2 separate regions of the Sus scrofa genome follow, and region 2 is linked to region 1. Evidence: chromatin contacts called from public Hi-C data. All regions are on one chromosome and are shown on one strand. Each heading gives the region's core, a stretch centred on a gene start, on an enhancer-like site or on the middle of the called end of the contact. The rest is flanking DNA. Distances are from core to core; before and after follow the strand shown. Region 1 holds the start of IPMK (inositol polyphosphate multikinase). Region 2 overlaps IPMK (inositol polyphosphate multikinase).

What was found. Hi-C and Micro-C count contacts between places; a contact is called where the count stands out from the background.
Region 2: a Hi-C map of heart right ventricle shows a contact between it and region 1, with 3 times the contacts expected there. The contact joins the enhancer-like site here to the promoter of IPMK in region 1. A contact is called at or near these places in 1 of 5 promoter capture datasets (liver), 4 of 47 Hi-C or Micro-C datasets (embryonic fibroblasts, fetal heart ventricle, fetal liver and 1 more) and 1 of 2 datasets of contacts at active chromatin or transcription factors (alveolar macrophages).

Annotation. Positions count from the first base shown.
Region 1 is chr14:92,382,008-92,384,975 of Sscrofa11.1, forward strand. IPMK (inositol polyphosphate multikinase) reads left to right here and starts at 1,464. Exons shown (of 6, transcript XM_021073222.1): 1 at 1,464-1,998. The coding sequence starts at 1,809. CISD1 (CDGSH iron-sulfur domain-containing protein 1) reads right to left here and starts at 295. Exons shown (of 3, transcript XM_021073223.1): 1 at 92-295. The coding sequence starts at 116.
Region 2 is chr14:92,428,580-92,431,712 of Sscrofa11.1, forward strand. IPMK (inositol polyphosphate multikinase) reads left to right here. Exons shown (of 6, transcript XM_021073222.1): 6 at 1-153. Among named protein-coding and RNA genes, the nearest start is that of IPMK, 47 kb to the left of the region's middle. Within about 2 kb of position 1,257, at least 2 of the 83 cell types and tissues checked have an H3K27ac peak or open chromatin away from gene starts, as enhancers often do.

The sequences.
Region 1 (2,968 bases), core at 214-2,713:
GCGAGCGGCAGTAACAGCCCAAAGAGGCGCTGAGGGATCTGCAATCGGTGCGCAGGCCGCCAGCCTTACCCACTCCCAGGCCCCACTTCACCTCGTACGCTGGAAGTCGTACTCATGGCGCCGTCGCTTGCAAGGATGTGCACTGGACGCTGAGCACAAACCGGCTCGCGCGGACAGCGGGAGTCAAGGGGCGACCAGCGACGGTCCTAAGGGCACCGACTCCAGGCTGCTACCGCGCAGGCGCCGCGACGATCGGTAAGCACGTGTGTATTATCCGTCAGGCTAGTGCTGAGCATGCGCAGAGCTGTGTCCCGGGCCTTTGGGAGATCTTGAGTCCGGATTTTGACAGCCGCAGGAGGGGGGAGGAGGGAGAGACCTAGAGAAGTAGCGACCTAGAGAGGTAGCAACTGAGTTTGCGCAATCCTTAGGCGCTTGGTTCTGGAGCCCAGGAAAAGGGCCTTTGGAATAGGGAGTCCAGGCCAGGTTTTATGTTTCTCCCAGGTGCGCGGATTTCTCTGGACCGAGAACAAGTGCTGATGTAACACTTGCCAAAATCAGATATCTAAGGTTTTACCCCACATTTTCTTGTTTAGTCTGGTACCTGCAGGGCGAAGTCCAGTTATATGAAATGCCAGTGACAGACACAGGAACCCACTGTGATGTCTCATTCTAGGCTCTCCCCTCGCTCCCACTGTGCATCCCTTTTTTCTGCCTACCCAATTCTCCATCTATTGAGGACCTTGGATCTTGCCTTAACGTAAGGGACCTTGCCTTAACACAACTTCGTGTTGAGGGAGGGGAAAAAAACCTGGCTCTTTTCATTAAGAGAAAAAAAATGATCACTTAAAAAAGATTATTCCTTATCTTTTGCAGTCTGATATAGGTGTCGGTTTCTTTTTCTTTCTTTTCTTAGTTGCTTAGGGGCACCAATTTTCGGAGGGGGTATAGTATTACTTGAAGGGTGTTTTGCAGGCGCGTCTGCTAAGAAACTGCCAGTTTTTACTCCTGTTGTATCTGTGCGGCTGGGGATTGTAGGGAGGTAATCGCAGTTAAAGGGTGGCCTCACAAGTCATCCTGGGCACAGCCACCCTCCTAACTCTCCTAACGCGGGACTGACTGGTCCTCACAATTGGGAGCCTCTGGCATCTTTGAGCCGGACCCCGGTAAGCGTGCAAACGCGCACTGAATGAATGAGGACACAACAGCCCTGCAGGCGTCACACGGCCAGTCAGGGTGGGGACAAGAAAGGCCGCCAGCGTCTTCCCAGCATCCAGGTCGCCTTCCGCTCGCCCTGGCGGCCGGGGCGCACGCCCCGCCGCGGGGGTCCCGTCGGGCGGCCTCTGGGCATGCTCAGTGGCGGCAGCGGCCGCTGGTCGCGCAGTCGGAAGCTTGCGGCGGAGGCGGCGGTGCAGGCGGCGCTGACGCGCGCGCGGCAGCTAAGGGGACTGGAGGACGGCGGGAGGGGGCGGGGGCGCGGGAGGTGGGGCCGCCGTCGCCGTCAAGGCCCCTGGGAGCGCGGGGCGCCGCAGCCGCAGCTCATCCGCTCGGATCCGTCTCCGGGGCTGCGCCGGGGCCGGCGGCGGAGCTGAGGGAGCAGGGAGCCGCGCTCTGCCCAGAGTTGGGCAGGGGAGCGCCCGCGCCTCTGCGGCGTCATGGGCCCCCTCATCGGGCCACAGCGGCCACCAGCCGCAGAAACCCCCGGGCCTCCTCGCGGCCGAGACTGAGCGACCCTCGGTTCTCGGCGCCCCCTCCCTCCGCCCTATTTACCCCCCTGCTCTCACTGCCGCTAACCGCTTCAGCTCTCCGTTATGGCAACGGAGCCACCATCCCCTCTCCGGCTCGAGGCTCCCGGCCCCCCAGAAATGCGGACCCCAGCGGCGAGCGAGGCCGCCCCCGAGGGTACCCCGAAGCCGGCTGGCGGCAGGCTCCGCTTCCTCAACGGCTGCGTGCCCCTCTCGCATCAGGTGGCTGGGCACATGTACGGGAAGGACAAAGTGGGTAAGTGGGGGTGGCGCGGCGTTCGTTGCTCCCCTTCCGCCTTCGAGAGACCCCGGCCGACCGAGGCAGCCTGGTGCTCACCCGCTGGGGAGGCGCCCCTCCGCGCCCTCAAGCCGCACCCCCGGTCTCTTCCGCTTTCCACCAAGAGCCTCGCGACCAGTGCGTGCACCAGGGGCTGGAAAAGTGGGGACATTTCTTGGGTGTGGGGCGTCAGGCCGGCAGCGGGAGGTGGCGAGAAGAGGAGTGTCTAGACTCCCCAGGGAGGGTGAGTACCGATTCGTTGTTGGTGAAAATAAGGAACTTCATCTTTACAGGACGGGAAGTAAATTATCCCCAGAGCACAAGGTCTGTTTATTATAGGCGGGTAGCTAGTATTGCAAAAGAACAGGAATGAAATGCAGATGATGGTAATCTAGTGCTTCTCTTTTGGGTGCAGCTGCATAGCTGGAGGGGAGGAAAAAACAGGTTTTTTTTTTTTTTTTAATGTTTGTTTGTTTGGGTTTTGTTTTGTTTTGAAAGCAAGTCCCAGCTTATCCGGGATCTCTCTCCTAGCCTCCTCGAGAGGCTTTTCTGATACCTCCTGCATTTCTTTGGGAGGCGTGGTTCCAGTAATGCTGAAACACAGGGGGAAATAGAGCCTGCTTGTAGCATGGTACAAGGATAAGACATTCAGTTATTCTTGGTCATCTTTGTAAGACTGTATCGTGGCCTTTCTAATACATTTTTTTAGCTCACAGAGTTAAAAGCACAATCTAGGGCCTTTTTATTCTCTTGGTGGTGTAAAAATTCAGTTTAGGAACTGTAATTCACCCAGCTTACTCAAACTGGTTCCTAGGCCATGATTACATGGGGAATCAGATGAATATGTGAATAATGCGGCTCTTATACCTGGAAACCACAAAGAACAATTTGGTTTCTTCTGGTAAGATGATTCCGGTTTAGGCTGGTAAGATAATACTGTCATTTTTAG
Region 2 (3,133 bases), core at 7-2,506, 46 kb after region 1:
TGTTCTTGGACTGCAGGGGTTGTTGTTAATGTGTGATTTGTGTTTTTATTTTATAGAATCATCTAATGTGATACAATGATTTTTATATAAGTGATATTTAGATAATTCTAATAACTGTATATTTGACACCCTATTAAAATGTTTTGCATTGGCGCTTTTTTCTTTAATTGTAATATGCTAACAAACTCATGATAGTTTGAAAATAACTTGTTCATTCAACAAACATTTGAGTACATACTATGTACCAAAATCTATGGAAATCATCAGAGATTCAAAGATGATTTAAGACAGGATGTTAGTAGAAGCGTGAGCACGGAAAAGAAAAAAATAGGTCCAGCTATTTTGTATGAATATTTATTTTTTCTATCTTAAGGATTAAAATATTTGGAATCAACCTCATAGGAGAAGTATGCTATAAGAGAAATAAATTGACTTGGCTGTGAAAATGTATAATGTAATTTAAAAACTTGAGAAATAGGTAAGATATTTTGGCATGTATTTGAAATTCCATGAATCAGTTACTTAATTAATGACCAATTATTTTTTTCATTCATTCATTAAAAATGGAGGGCACAGTCCAATATCTCCCCCTTATCTATTTGGCTTTGCGGATTTAAAAAAGTTGAATAAGGGATCTAGTACTTGTCTTCAAGATGTATACTACTTGGTAGAAGAAAAACATAAATGTGGGAAAATGTTATTGGGGCTGTGACTGACAGATCTAACACTCTGGACTTAACTTTGCCAAAGCAGTCAGTGGGTTTATCCCTAATTTCTAGTTTCTAGGTCTATAATTCTGTGTAACCTTAAGTAGGATAATTAATCAGACTCGTGCTCAGTAACTATGCAAATACATGCTATGTAGCTTTTCACAGCTGTTTAATTTTTTTTATAGCTTTCGTAAAGACTTTTTTTTTTCCTTTTTTTACAAAGGGCTCAAGTATCTGACTCTTTGAAATATGATTTTCATATACTTTTGATTTAGGCTGTGAATAGCAGCTAACACTTGCAGCTTCCACACAACAGATCTATAAATAGCTGCAAGTATCACATTGTTCTTAAACTATTTATAGTAATCCTTTTAAAAGGCATTACAAAATTTCTTTCATTTTCAGGAGAAGATATTGAAGGTAAGTGATGACTGTTTTCCTCACACATAACTAACTTTAGGCCAGGAGGTGCTAGGCTGTTCTGTAGTCATTTCCAGAATCATTGTTATTTCTGTCTCTTTCCTCAAAACAGAGCAAAGCAAACTCCTACCAAGTAGCTGCTCTCCCTCCTTATTGCAGTAATCTATTCATAGCCCCTCTAGTGATGGGCTAAATATAACACCTGGCTTACAGTCATACTCCCCACCCAAATTTCTGAGGTTATTCTTGGTGATGTGCATGTATATACAGATGATTTTCCCAGCACCCTACCCTGTCCATAACCACCTTACTTGGGATTTTTGTTTTCACCCCCTCTTCAGCCACTCATTCTTATGGGGACACCCTAGACATTACTCATTACTATCCCACTCACTACCTCCTAAATTTATAATTCCTTCTCCCCAATATGTTTATTTTTATTATTTTTAATAGTCCTTTGTTCCTCTTAATGCCCTATCCCTATCTTGCCCCTCCATCCTTCCCTCCCCACTGGTAGTAACTAGGTGGTTCTTTGTGTATGTGAGGCTGTTTGTTTTGTTATAGTCATTTGTTTTGTTTGGACTTCACATGTAAGTGGTAACATATGGTATTTGTCTTTCTCTTACTTGTACTGAACATTGCATGCTCCAGGTCCACCCATATTGCACATGGCAAAATTTCAGTATATACCACATTTTCTTTATCCATTCATCTGTTGATGGATACTTAGGTTGCTTCCATATCTTGGCAAATGTAAATAATGCTTTTATGAACATTGTGGTATATGTATCTTTTCCAATTAATCTTTTTTTCTTCAGGACTAGACTGAATCATATGGTAGTTTGATTTTTAGTTTTCTGAGGAACCTCCATACTGTTTTCCATAGTGGCTATATAAATTTATATTCCCACCAACGATGTACAAGGGTTTGCTTTTCTTTACATTCTACGAACATTTGTTATTTGTGTTCTTTTTGATAATAACCATTCTGACAAATTTGAGGTGATATTGCAATTTTGATTTGTATTTCTCAGATTAGTGATGTTGAGCATCTTTTCATGTGCCTGTTAGCTATCTTATGTGTGTTCTTTGATAAAAGGTCTGTTCAGATTTTATGCATATATTTAAATTGAGTTGTTTGATTTTTTGATATTAAATTATATGAGTTTATATATTTTGAATATTAACCCCTTATCAGTCATATCATTTGCAAATATTTTCTCCCATTCAAGAGGCTGTCTTTTTGTTTTGTCGATGGTTTTCTTGGCTGTGCAAAAGCTTTAAATTTTAATTAGGTCTCATTTGTTTAGTTCTGCTTTCATTTTCTTTGCCTTAGGAGACAGTTTCAAAAAAATATTGCTGTGATTTATGTCCAAGAGTGTTCTGCCTGTATTTTCTTCTGGGATTTTAATGTAAGTTTCTAGTCTTATATTTAAGCCTTTAATCTATTTTGAGTTTGCTTTTGCATAGAGCCTGAGAAAATGTTCTAATTTCATTCTTATACATGTAGCTGTCCAATTTTCCCAGCATCACTTATTGAAGAGAGTATCTTTTAGTTCTTTTTTTTTTCTTTTCTTTTTGCTCCACCAGAATCTCTGGTGCATTGATCCTAACTTTGTACTTTCCATCATCTTCATGTCCTCATTTTCATCCTTACACATCTGAGTTCTAGAGCCCTTCACTATAGCTAGCCCCACACACAGCCACAAAGGCTCTAGCCTAATTCCTTCCATCACATTCACTAGGCCAACCCCCACCACTGATTGCCTTCCATTTTCTTACCAACTTATATGAGCTGAAAATGATTGGAGAAAAATATAGCCATCTAACTAGTTTCACTTGAAATTTGTGACTTCAAGCTCCAAGTGGCCTGTCAAAACTGTTACGGCAATCCTCCAACACTTCCAAGTGGATTCACTCCGCCGTTCTTTCAGGCCCTCATGGTCCCCATTCTTCCAGGTCCCATGCCTTCTCCCTCATCTCTTATTCCATGATTTTAGTTT